Linked DNA regions of Pan troglodytes: region 1 is linked to region 2. Evidence: chromatin contacts called from public Hi-C data. All regions are on one chromosome and are shown on one strand. The core of a region is the stretch at or near the end of the contact, and the rest is flanking DNA. Distances in the headings are between cores, read along the strand shown.

Region 1 (6,775 bases), core at 4,223-6,722, 56 kb before region 2:
CCATTCACTCATCCATCCACCCACCCACCCATCCAGCCATCTATCCACCCATCCATCCACCATCTGCCTAACCTTGTATCCACCCATCCATTCACTCATCCATCCACCCACCCACCCATCTATCCACCCATCCATCCACCCTCCACCCAACCATCTATCCACCCATCCATCCACTCATCCATCCACCCACCCACCCACCCACCCATCCATCTATCCACCCATCCATCCACCATCTACCTAACCATCTATCCACCCATCCATCCACTCATCCATCCACCCACCCGCCCACCCACCCATCCATCCACCATCCACCCAACCATCTATCCACCCATCCATCTACCATCTACCTAACCATGTATCCACCCATCCATCCATTCACTCATCCATCCACCCACCCACCCACCCATCTATTCACCCATCCATTCACCCTGCACCCAACCATCCATCCACCCACCCATCCACCCACCCATCCATCTATCCACCCATCCTTCCAGCATCCACCCAACCATCTATCCATCCATCAATCCACTCATCCATCCACCCACCCAACCATCCACCCATCCACGCATCCATCTATCCACCCATCCATCCACCCACCCATCCACCCACCCATCCATCCATCTATTCACACATCCATCCACCATCCACCCACCCACTCATCCATCCACCCACCTACCCATCTGTCCAGCTATCCACCCACCCACCCATCTATCCACCTACCCATCCATCTGTCCATCCTTTCACCTACCCACTCATTCATCTATCCACCCACCCACCCACACAACCATCTATCTACCCATCCATCTACCCACCCACTCATCCCTCCACCCACCCATCCATCCACACACCCATCCACACACCGACCTGCACCCATCCACCCACCCACCTGCCTGCCCATCTACCTATCCACTCATCCATCTATCCAACCACCCACCTACCCATCTATCCACTCACCCATCCAGCCAACCATTCACCCATCCACTCACCCATCCACCCACCCACCCATCTATCCACCCACCCACTCATCCATCCAACCATCTACTCATTCACCTACCCATCAATCCACACACCCATCCACCCGCCCATCCAACCACATACCCATCCATCCACCCATCCACCTACCCATTCATCCATCCACTCACTCATCCATCCATCCATCTACACATCCATCCATCCCCCATCCACCCACTCATCTATCCATCCATCCATCCATCCATCCACCCATCCACCCGCCCCTCCTTCCACCATCCACCCAACATTCTATCCACCCATCCATCCACTCATCCATTGACCCACCTAGCATCCACCCACCCAGCCATCCACCCACCCACCCATCCATCCATCCACTCATCAACCCATCCATCCATCCATCCATCCACCCACTCACCCATCCACCTATCTATCCATCCTTCCACCCATCCATCCATCCATCCATCATCTATCCACCCATCCACTCACTCATCCATCCATCCATCCACCCACCCTCCCACCCATTCAGCCACCCACCTACCCACTCATCTATGAATCCTTCCTTTTTTCCTTCTACCTATCAACCATTCCATCCATCCATCCATCCATCATCCACTCATCCATCCATCATCCACTCATCCATCCATTTACAAATCCCTTCATGAACCATTCACTCCCCGCTCAACCACTCACCTCCTACCTATCCTGTTCACCCATCATCTCAGACAGTCAACTGCTGGAGAGTTGGAGTAGATTTGACATGCCTTCCTTTTTATGGGGTCCCAGTCTGGTGGGGCAGTTAGATGCAGGTGCAGACCATCCCACCTCAGTGTGCTCACGTCTGGAGAGAGGGGAAAACCCAGGCTGCGGGGCTCAGGAAGGGCTGTGAGGGCTCTACCCTGGATGGTCTGGGGAAGGCAGCAGGGAGGAGGGGTGGAAAATGAAGGCATGCTTGGCCCTGGGTCCAGCTTGGGCAAAGTCCTGGAGGCTTGAAACACAGACCATGTGTATGGAGGATGGGGAAGGGAGAGAAAGGCACCCGGGCTGCTTGAGAATCGTTGTGAGCTCGAGGGTGCATGTGGGCCATGGGGAGCCAGGCTGGGTCTCTCGGCAGGTGAGGACATCAGTGCCACCTTTCCTTCCCCACTCTCTCAGGTCCGGAGGTGACGCCAGGCCCTGGGGCCTACAGCCCAGAGAAGGTGCCCCCTGTGTGCCATCGGACACCGCCGGCTTTCACCCTGGGCTGCCGCCTCCCCCTGAAGCCCCTGGACACCTCAGCCCCTGCCCCTAATGCCTACACCATGCCCCCTCTGTGGGGCTCACAGATCTTCACCAAGCCCAGCAGCCCCAGCTACACGGTGGTGGGCCGCACACCCCCCGCCCGCCCCCCGCAGGATCCTGCTGAGATACCAGGCCCGGGCCAGTACGACAGCCCGGACGCAAACACCTACCGCCAGCGCCTGCCTGCCTTCACCATGCTGGGGCGGCCCCGGGCCCCGCGACCCCTGGAGGAGACCCCCGGCCCTGGCGCCCACTGCCCAGAGCAGGTCACCGTGAACAAAGCCAGGGCTCCAGCGTTCTCTATGGGCATCCGCCACTCGAAACGGGCCAGCACCATGGCCGCCACCACGCCCTCCCGGCCTGCGGGGCACAGGCTGCCCGGCCGCTGCTGCTAGGCCAGGCCTGTTTCCCACACAGTGAACGGGGGCTGGCGGGCCTCTCCTGGGGCCTGGCTTTGGCTGGAGGGGCTAGAAGGCGAGAGGGGCTGGGAAAGGAGTCTTCCCTCCCCTTTCCTGAACTGTCCAGGTCCTTCTAGGACACCTGATCCTTCCAGTCCCTGGGGGCTGTGACCCATGGCCCTGTGCAGGGTGCAGGGTGAGTCTCCTTCCAGTGCCCCAGTTTCTTCTAGGTCACGCCAGGCCAGGCCAGGCCAGGCTGGGAAAGGGACACCTTCTGGCCCTCCCCAGTAGCTGGCTGGAGATGGAGCTTCCTGTGTCCCAGAACTCGGCGTCCAGCCCCACTAGGGCCTAGGTCCCCATCACAGCTTGGGTTAGCTCTGGTCCCAGCCCAAACTCAGGCTGGAGGCAGCCCCGAGGCCTGTGCCTTTCCCACTCCACCTTCTACAGTTGCTTAGCCAATAAACCTTTCCTGGGCTGGAGAGCTGTCAGCATCACATGTGCTTACTCATTTAACGTGTCTTTTTTTTTTTTTTTTTGAGACGGAGTCTCGCACTCCCGCCCAGACTGAAGTGCAGTGGCGCGATCTTGGCTCACTGCAAGCTCCGCCTCCCGGGTTCACGCCATTCTCCTGCCTCAGCCTCCCGAGTAGCTGGGACTACAGGCGCCCGCCACCACGCCCCGCTAACTTTTTGTATTTTTAGTAGAGATGGGGTTTCACCATGCTAGCCAGGATGGTCTCGATCTTCTGACCTTGTGATCCTCCTGCCTTGGCCTCCCAAAGTGCTGGGATTACAGGCATGAGCCACCGAGCCCGGCCTTAACGTGTCTATTGATGTCACAGAAAAGAGACCCGAACGCCGCCCTCCAGAGCCAGACCCGTAGCCCTCCAGTGCCCAGGGGGTCTGAGAGACCAGAAGAGAGACCCAGGGCAAGGGGAGGCTGGAGGTGGAGCCAAGCTTTTGAGTAGGCAGCCAGGTAGGCTTCCTGGAAGAGGCAATATTGAAGCTGGGTTTTGAAGGATGTATAGGAGCTTGAGGTATTCTAATATCTGCCATCAGTAGCTGCTTGCTATGTTTTGGATATTAATAAAGATCATCTAGACTTTATAGCAACTCAGGACCAGGGGCATCTACTGAGAGGAAATGGTGCTTTGGAGAGACTGGACATTTGTCCTGGGGCATGCTGTGAGCCCCCACCTCAGTCTGATGTCAGGATTTGAACTCTGGATGTTGGACTCAGTTCCTGCCACTGTCTCCAAGGGACAGGAAGGAAACACACCGGGGGTGCCGTGTGACTGAGCCCTCTGTGTGCCAGGGAGGGATGGTACCTGGACCACCTTACAAACCTCCCATCCAGAAAGACCTTAATCCCGGAGCTTGGGAGGGTGCGACACTGCCCCGGGACCTCCCTGAGGGATGCAGCCTGGGAGGCATGCAGGGCGCAGAGAGGGGGTGGTGGGGCTGCTCTCTCCTCAGCCCACAGCCCTCAGCCTAGGGCCGCCAAACCTGTCCCACCCTTTACCCATTAGGTGAACACATTCCAGGACCCAGCAGCCTGGATCCCCTGCATATGCCTGGACACGCACCCAGACACAGCGTCCACCCTGCGCACAACACACACACCGCGCGCAGGTCCAGCCGCGGCTCCAGCCCGACCAATCGCGCCCACGATCTGCTCCTCCCGCGGACGCGCAGGGGCTGAGTCCGACACGCGCCGCGGCAGAGACGGCCAATCGCGGCCGCGCGCCTCGCTCCCCTCCCCCACCTCCCCGGCCCCGCGGGCGGCGCCGGCTGTGATATCATCCCCTGAATTATCGATCGGGCTCCGGGCAGCCTCGCCCCTCCCTCCCTCCCCACCTGCCAGCGCGTCCCGGCCCCTCCCTTTGTTCCCGGCAATCAGCCCTGCTTGGGGCGGGGCAGGTGCAGGGGAGCTCCAGCCAAGTCGGGCCAGGAGGCTGGGTCCCGGGGTGACAGCGACACCCCGTTTTCTGGTGCAGAAGGAACCGACCCTTGAGGCCAGGGAAGGTGCGGCCGGTCTCGGAGAGGTTGAGGCTGGGGACGGAGCGACCGGCCTGGGAGGCTGAGGCCCAGAGCTCAGATGAGCTGGTGCGGGACTGGGCTCCCCAGAAGTGAGGGAGGAAGGGCCGCGACCCTCCAGCCCGCTCCCCTGGGTTACAGCCGGAGAAACTGAGGCCGGGACAGGCCGCAGAGCAGGGGCCCGGCTCCGCTCCTAGCCCCGCCCCCTCCCCACCCCGCCAGAGCCGGCACTCCTGGGTCTGAGCCTCGTCTGTGAGCCCTCGGCCGCGCCCCTTCCCCTCCCCGCGCCTGTTTCCCCACTAAGAAATAGGGGTGACCCTAAGGTACCTTCTAGCTGGAACAACGGAGAGGGAGGGGCTGACCTTAGGGTCTGGGGTTCTCTTTTCCCTGGCCGCGCCTCCCCGGGCCTCAGTTTCCCCACTAGGAAATAGGGGAAAGAAGGGATGTGGAATTTCTAAGCTTCTCCAGCTCGGTCCTTCTGGGAACTTGGGCAGCGGGCGGGGGTGGGGGGCGCAGCGGGGAGGGTCGCTGACGGGGTTCTGGGTTCAGAGCCCCGTCCCGCCTTGGCTGCGGGTTCCAGGCCAGCGCCCGGTGTCCTCGGAGGGCCTCAGTTTCCCCAGCCTCGCGGCCAGGCGCCGGGACGAGGAGGGCCGGGGTCCCAGGGGCGCAGCCCCCCGCGGCTGCGCGTTGGGCCGGGCGGATGACATCACCGGGCCGGGGGGGCGGGAGGGAGCGGGCGGAGCGGGAGGGCTTCCTCCGCGCCAGGCGCAGCGCCCGGTCGGGCTCCGTCGGGCGGCCGCGGCCATGACGCAGGGTCCGGGCGGGCGCGCGCCCCCGGCGCCCCCCGAGCCCGAGGCGCCCACCACCTTCTGCGCGTTGCTGCCCCGAATGCCGCAGTGGAAGTTCGCGGCCCCGGGCGGCTTCCTGGGCCGCGGCCCGGCGGCGGCGCGGGCGGCTGGGGCCTCGGGGGGCGCGGACCCCCAACCCGAGCCGGCGGGCCCGGGGGGCGTCCCGGCGCTGGCGGCCGCCGTCCTGGGCGCCTGCGAGCCCCGCTGCGCCGCGCCCTGTCCCCTGCCCGCGCTCAGCCGCTGTCGGGGCGCGGGGTCGCGGGGGTCGCGGGGCGCGCGGGGGGCGGCGGGGTCCGGGGACGCCGCCGCCGCCGCCGAGTGGATCCGGAAGGGCAGCTTCATCCACAAACCCGCGCACGGCTGGCTACACCCCGACGCCAGGGTTCTGGGGCCCGGGGTCTCCTACGTCGTGCGGGTGAGTCCCCCCCACCCTGCCGGGAGCCCGTTCGCGGCGGCCTCCCCTCCCCCACCCTCTCCTCCGGGACCCCCGGACCCCGCGAGCCAGGTGTCCCCTCCCCATCCTTCCTGCTCTCCCGCCACCCCGGACCCCCATCTCCGGCCGGCGCCCGGCGGCTGCCCCCACCCGGAGGCGCTGGGGTCCGGGTTCCCACGGCGTCACGTGGGGAGGGGCGGGGAGAGGGCGGCGGGGGAGGGGCGCGCATGCGCAAGTGCACCGCCCCCCACTCGGACTGGGCGGGCGATGCCGAGAGCGGCGAGCGGCCGGGGCGTCTCTGCCACCGGAGCCCCCTGGACAGCTGTTCACGAATGACAGACGGGGCCCGAGACGCTGGCCCGCGGTGGGGGTGCGGGAAGGGCTGTTTGGAAAGGGGCTGGCGCCCGGACAGACCCCAGGATTCCAGATGGGAGGCTGCAGGGACTTCCAGGGCGGCCAAAGAAGCGGCCTTTGTTTATTTATCCTGGGTCTTATGATAAATGAACCTTTTCAAACACACGGGGAAGTCGGGCGCCTGGACACAGCACGCCTCCACCTAGGAGGGTAACCTTCCCTTCTGCTGACGGGTCTGCCCCTCTCTGTGGTTTATAGTAAACCGTGTGAAGTCACCTGCAGGGGTGACAGCACCGTGCATAGTCCCCCGTCTTCTGAGAGAGCAGCTGTCCTACAGCTGCAGTCATTACGGCGTCTGGGAAGATGATCAGCCACTCCCGCACGCCACTGCCGGTGGGTGCTCCCAGCTCCTCCCGGCCTCTGCGGCCAGGAACATTAGCCTGTGTTTGCATTGGG
Region 2 (6,215 bases), core at 1,971-4,470:
AGATGGCCAGGATGACCTGGGTGTCAGCTGGTGCCATAGATGGCCAGGATGACCTGGGTGTCAGCTGGTGCCTTGGAGGGGCAGGATGCCCCGGGAATCAGCTAGTATCAACTGAGCACCCCGCCTGCGGCACGCCTGGAGGTCAGCCGGTTCCGTGTGCTCCCTGAGGAATCGGGCTACTCCCAGGTGCCTCAGTGTCCCTCTCTGGAAACTGGCGATGGTGGCCCTCCAGGGCCCTCCCACTGGGCTAACCCGTGATGCACGAATCAGTCAGGTCCCTCCTGGGAGCTCGCAGGCAGTCCTGCTCCTGGGATTGTTTTATTGTTACGCCGTCCCCTCCCTTTCCTGAGGCTCCCAGGGTAAGTCTTCAAGCTGCACAGCTACCCAGTGGCCTCCTCAGCATTGGAGCTCGGATTGCAGCCCCCCTCCTTTTTTTTTAAACCACCTCCCTGTAGGTCCTCCAAGCCTGTTATCCTGGAGGCCACTGTGGGGCAGTCTTGGATTCAGGCCTGGCTCTGGGAAGCCCCGGGTCCCTGGTGGGGCCCCCACCTGGGGGGATGGAGGGCCAAAGCCTCCCAGCATGAGGCGCCACGACTCAGGGCGGAGAGGGGCTGGTCGATACCACCTGGGCCCCTCCTCCAGCTTGAGCCCGAATCTACAGCATCCTGGTCTCCCATCCTGGAGGGCTGCAGCGAGGCTGCTGCAGAGGGAAGCAGAAGGTTCTGTTGACCAGGAGAGGCTCCTGTTTACTTACCGATGGTGCAGAGCTAAGCAGCCGGAAGGCCCCGGCCTCTCTGCCCCTGCCCCACCCAGGGTGGGGTCTGCGTCCATCCACAGGGCAGGTGTTAGGACCCATCCCAGGTACTTTTCAGGCCTATGTTTCCCCAGCCCCCAAACGTGATAGGGTGTGGGGATGGGGTGGGGCTTCTGGCCAAGCCAGGCTGTGGTGGGGTCAGGGCTCTGGGGTGCACTTTGAGGTCTGGGCCAGCTCCCCCCTGGCTGAGACCCCTTCCTGACCTGCAGAAGCGTCTGAGGGAGAGGGCGACTGACGCCTGTCTCGCACACATGGTGGGGTGCTGTAGGCACTTTGCACATAGTGATCTGTTGAGGCCTCCCTCGAGAGCCGTGGTGCCCTGGGCTGCTGAAGAGACACAGGTCTGGATGCTTGTCCAGCGTCACACAGTGGGAAGGGTTGGCACCAGGATTCAAGCCCTGATTGACCAGCTCTGGATTCGTGTCCTAGCATGGAAACAGGCATAGTGTAAACTCAGTGCCTCACCCCCAACCCAGCTGGCAGGAGAGGCTCTGCCCCCACCTGGGCTGGGCAGGGGTGCCGGAGAGCGAACCCCCAATACCTGGGGCTGGCCTGATGTCAGGAGACCCGTCACTGCCCCTTCCTCGGACCCAAGCTGTCCGCTTCCCTCCCCAGGCCCTGCTGTCCTTGTCTGCAATGGAGGAGGGTGGCTCTGTGGCCCCTGAGGCCCCCTCCCCTCGGGCCTGCTGAAAGAGCACTGTTTCGGGGCCATCGTGGCGATGCTATTCACCCATTTGTTTGGCAAATGTTTACTGGAGACATGGCTGGCCTGTGCCTTGGGGACACTACAGGGACAGGACCTCCAGGACTCTCCTCCCGGCTCGGGCCCAGCAGGGGTGGTGGACAGCAGCCCAAGGGTGTTCTGCATGGCGGCCGGAGCTGGGGTTCGGGGGCCCTGCTAGGCTGTGGTGGGGCCTGCCCAGGCTTCCTGGAGGCGGCGGCGGTGAAGGGGAGAATTCCTCGGTGTCTGCCTCCTTGTCAGACTTCGGGGCTGCGTCGCGGTTGCCCCAGCACAAAGTGAGGGCTCATCAACGTTTGCTGGGTGAGCAAAGCTTAGATGGGGTCACAGCTCCTCCGGATTTCACTTTCCCCTCTGGACGGCAGGACTCTAACCCCTCACTGCAAGGGTACGTGGAGAGTGGGGAGGCCTCAGCCCAGCTCTCTCGCCCTCCTGGACCCCTCTTCTACCACTGTGGCAGCAGCCGCTCCTCCCAGCTTGGGCCACATCCAGACTTGGGGACATTCCCAGAATGCAGGAGGCTCCTGGACAATCAATAATTCAATAAAGCGCCAGGCATCCGCCGGCTCCGGGTTGGTCCTGGGGATGTGTTATCTTGCTGGCTCCAAGCACGAGGAGGCTGGGAACTGCTCAGCTCGGTTCCAGAACAGGAAACTGAGGCGGGGAGGGCAGGGAGGGAGGGAGAGAAGGAAACAGTGAAGGCCGGGGCTGGCAGATCACAGAAGCAGCTGGCAGGAGGGGGGTCGGGGCCTCAGGAGGGGGGCACCCTGTGGTCTCAGGAACTGCCAGGAAGCCTGGGTTTGGACCTGGTCTTGCCCCCTCTGGGTTTCTCCATCCGTGAATCACACGCATGTGCCTTCTCCCTTCGCCCCGACCCTCACGCTTTCCTGCTGTATTCCTGTTCCGGGCGTCACCACCCCTGCAGTTCTGAGCTGCACCTGTATGCTCTGTGGGCACCCTGCCCCTGCATCACCAGGGCTGGGGCCACCTCCCTCCGTCCCAGCTGTGTCCCCGGTGGCCAGGTCACTGTCCAGCATCAAGCTGGTGCTCAGGAAACGTTTGTCCATGAAATGAAGGAGCCCCCCCCCCTTCCAGGCTTCTTGGAGGGCTGCGGAGAGGTTGCCCATTTAGTAAGACCTGCTGCCGTAGCTGTTCGGTCCTTGTTTCTGGAAGGAAACCCCCCACCTTCCTCATCTACAGATTGAGAATTGCAGCAGGACCTGCGTACTGGGTTGTGTGAGAGTCAGAGACCCGCCAGGACGCTGGGAGGCTGGCAGGGAGGAAACGCTCCATCATAAACCCAGCTGCATTTATTACTGTTGCCGTCATTTAATTCGTCGCCGTTAGTCGGGAAAGCTCCTCGCCGGCAGCGAGTAGGGGGTCTGGGACCCTCTTCCGATATACGGAGGCAGGGGCTTGGGGTTGGGAGTCCGATTTCCCGGAATCTGCGGGCGTGAGCGCCAGGGGTGGCCGTCAGCCAACCGTGTCCACCTGCTTGTCTCCCACCGGCCCCCAGTCAGCCCCCGGGCCCTGGCGAGGCTCCTCCCTGCCACCAGCCTCCGGGGGCTGCGGGGAGACGGCCCCACCCCCGTCCCGCGGGGGCGGGGGCGGGGGCGGGGGCGCGGGCGGCCGTACTCGGAGGAATACGGCGGCGGCGGCGGCGGGGCTGGGCGGTTTCCCGCCGCGGGTGAATGAGTCCGACTGCGCTGCCGCCGCCGCCGCCGCCCGCATCGAAGCTCCGGCCGCGTCCCCCGCGCCAGGCCCGGGAGCCTGCGCGCCGAGACCCCTGCGTGTCTGCGAACAGACCTCCGGCCTCGGGCCATCACCCCGGGCAGGTAAGTCCAGGGACCCCGCCCGGTCTGCGGGGACCGCCAGGACCCCACCCCCACCCCAAGCGGAGTCGGGGAGGGCTGGGGGCGGGGGGACACCGGGGAGTCGACTCGCTGCTCTCTCGGCCCCAGACCTACCGCCCCTCCCTTCCCCCACCCCGAACGCCTGGCCTTCCAGTCCAGGGAGAAGCCACAGGTGGGTGGGAGCTGGGGGGGCGGAGCTGGGACACCCCGGGGGTCCACCCACATCCGTGTCTTCCCCTGGGACTGAGCGCGGAACCCTTTGGAATGAGCGCTGAGATGCTCAAAACCAGAGTGGGGGCGGGCGAGGGGCCAGTCTCCTCTGGGAGCTCCCGGGAGAGTCAGAGCGCGGCCCCCACCCCCCTGGGCTTGGTGCTTGGAAGTTAAGCGGGATCTCTCCGGAGAAAGGTGGGGGGAACCCGCCTCACTCCTGTCCTGGGCCGCCGCGCCTGGGCGGGACGCCCCCAGAGGACCCCTCCACCCCCACCCCGCTGGCAGGGCCCTGCCGAGTGGCCCCACAGGGAGCAGGTGCCCAGGGCCCTCTGCCAGCCGCCCCCCACTGCTCCTGACCCCTGCTTCTCTTCCCAGACGCTGCAGCCCCTGTCCGGGCCTCTTGCCTGCCGCCCCCATGAGAAAAACCAACATGTGGTTCTTGGAGCGGCTTCGGGGGTCTGGGGAAAACGGTGCTGCCCGGGGCGTGGGGAGTGAGGCGGGGGACAAGGCCTCCAAGGGGCCCCTGTACAGCAATGTGTTGACGCCCGACAAGATACCCGACTTTTTCATCCCCCCCAAGCTGCCCTCGGGCCCCGCGGAGGGCGAGGGACAGGCCGCGCTGGGCCCCTCCACGTCGGAACAGAACCTGGCCTCTGCGGCCCCCCGCCAGACCCCACGGAGCCCCCGGCTGCCTGCCAAGCTGGCAGCCGAGAGCAAGAGCCTGCTGAAGGCAGCCACCCGGCACGTGATCCAGATCGAGAGTGCCGAGGACTGGCCGTCCGAGGAGGCCACTGACGCCGACCCCCAGGCCCAGGGTGCCATGTCCCTGCCCTCGGTGCCCAAGGCCCAGACGTCCTACGGCTTCGCCACGCTGGCCGAGAGCCCCCACACGAGGCGCAAGGAGTCTCTGTTCCACAGTGAGCACGGGGCTCTGGCCCAGGTGGGCTCCCCAGGGGCCGGGCGCCGCCGGGCAGCTGCCAAGGCCAACGGGGGTGATGGGGGCCCCAGGGAGGCTGGCGGGGCCCTCATGAGCCCCGGCCGCTACTTCAGTGGCGGGGAGAGCGACACAGGGTCCTCGGCCGAGTCCTCCCCCTTCGGGTCCCCTCTGCTGTCCCGCTCCGTGTCTCTGCTCAAAGGTTTCGCCCAGGACAGCCAGGCCAAGGTGAGCCAGCTCCGGCACTCCGTGGGCCGCCACGGCTCCCTGTCTGCGGACGACAGCACCCCGGACACCAGCCCCGGGAGCCGGCGCCGCCTGACCCGCCGGGCCCCCCCGGAACCTGGCCCCGAGTCGGGCCAGGCGCGTGGGGAGCACACGGTCCACGTGGGCCCTCGGGGCAGCGTGCGGCTGCTGGCCGAGTACGAGGCCGGCCAGGCTCGCCTGCGGGTGCACCTGCTGGCCGCCGAGGGCCTCTACGACCGCCTGTGCGACGCCCGCAGCATCAACTGCTGCGTGGGCCTGTGCCTGGTGCCGGGCAAGCTGCAGAAGCAGCGCAGCACCATCGTCAAGAACAGCCGCCGCCCCGTCTTCAACGAGGATTTCTTCTTCGACGGCCTGGGGCCCGCCAGCGTCCGGAAGCTGGCCCTCAGGATCAAGGTGGTGAACAAGGGCAGCAGCCTCAAGCGGGACACGCTGCTCGGGGAGAAGGAGCTGCCCCTGACCTCCCTGCTCCCCTTCCTGTAGAGCGGGGACCTGCTCGCTGTCCGCTGGGGTGCAGAGGGCAGACCCCGGTCTCTCCTCCACACCGGGTGCTGGCGGGCGGGTCCGCCGGCTTGGGCTGGGGCTGGGCGGGGAGGGGCTCACACTCAGGCCGGGCTGGGCGCCGATGCTGTAGCTGACGCAGGGTTTCCTGGGTCACCCGATGCTGACTGGAGTATTATTTTTCATGAATTAATTTCTTCTTTGGGGGAGGAGGAGGAGAGGGGCCTCGGGGGAAGAGAAGGGGCCACTTCGCGGGGCAGAGGGTCCCCCTTTGCCCCTCCACACTGCCTCGCGCCTTTCACGCAGAGTTCTAGAAGGAGGTTCTCAGGGGTCCAGGAATCCGTGCAAGTGGCCAGGGCGGGGCCGTGGACAGGGAGGTGACAAGTCTTGGAGCCCACAGTCTCCTTCACTGCACGCGTGTCTTCCTCCCCCACAGCCTGCCGCCACCCAATTCCCACCCCGCGGAGAGCAGGGCCTCGCGGCGACACCAGGCCCAGGCTCTGCCCGGGACGCCCCCTCCCAGGGGTCAGGCTTGGCTCTGGGAGACCCCAGCTTTCCAGGCTCCGGTGGGGAGCGGGGCCAGGCGAGGGTGCCCTGACGAGGGTGGGCGCGGAGGGAGCAGCCGCTGCCACGGTCGGAGCAGAGGTCTTGGCAAAGGTCCCCGGGTAGGAGACGGCTCTCCTGGCCTGTTTTCCTCCGACACCGTCGCCGCTGGCTTTTTGGGTACAGGCCCGTCTGGCCATTTCTGCTGTGGCGCCGGAGGGTCTTGCTCAGAGATGCCCAGAGAGCAGCCCTATGGCCCATCCGTCCTCGCTGGGGGCTGCCACCCCGTCGCCCTTTTGTCCAGCGTCTGCAGCTGGGAGCGACACGCAGTGATTGACGGCCGTGGCTTTGACGCCA

Evidence for each region. A called contact is a pair of places that touch in the nucleus more often than the background predicts.
Region 1: a contact with region 2 is called in a Hi-C map of stem cell-derived neural progenitor cells, with 2.1 times the contacts expected there. The contact joins the promoter of SHC2 here to the promoter of C2CD4C in region 2. A contact is called at or near these places in 1 of 7 Hi-C or Micro-C datasets (stem cell-derived neural progenitor cells) and 1 of 1 datasets of contacts at active chromatin or transcription factors (stem cell-derived excitatory neurons).

Annotation. Positions count from the first base shown.
Region 1 is chr20:2,738,956-2,745,730 of NHGRI_mPanTro3-v2.0_pri, reverse strand. It overlaps SHC2 (SHC adaptor protein 2), which reads left to right and starts at 5,472. Exons shown (of 12, transcript XM_054673894.2): 1 at 5,472-5,947. The coding sequence starts at 5,489. It overlaps CIMAP1D (CIMAP1 family member D), which reads left to right. Exons shown (of 4, transcript XM_054672824.2): 4 at 2,125-3,142. The coding sequence ends at 2,645.
Region 2 is chr20:2,680,764-2,686,978 of NHGRI_mPanTro3-v2.0_pri, reverse strand. C2CD4C (C2 calcium dependent domain containing 4C) reads left to right here and starts at 3,220. Exons shown (of 2, transcript XM_016934474.3): 1 at 3,220-3,388; 2 at 3,992-6,215. The coding sequence starts at 4,032. The coding sequence ends at 5,297.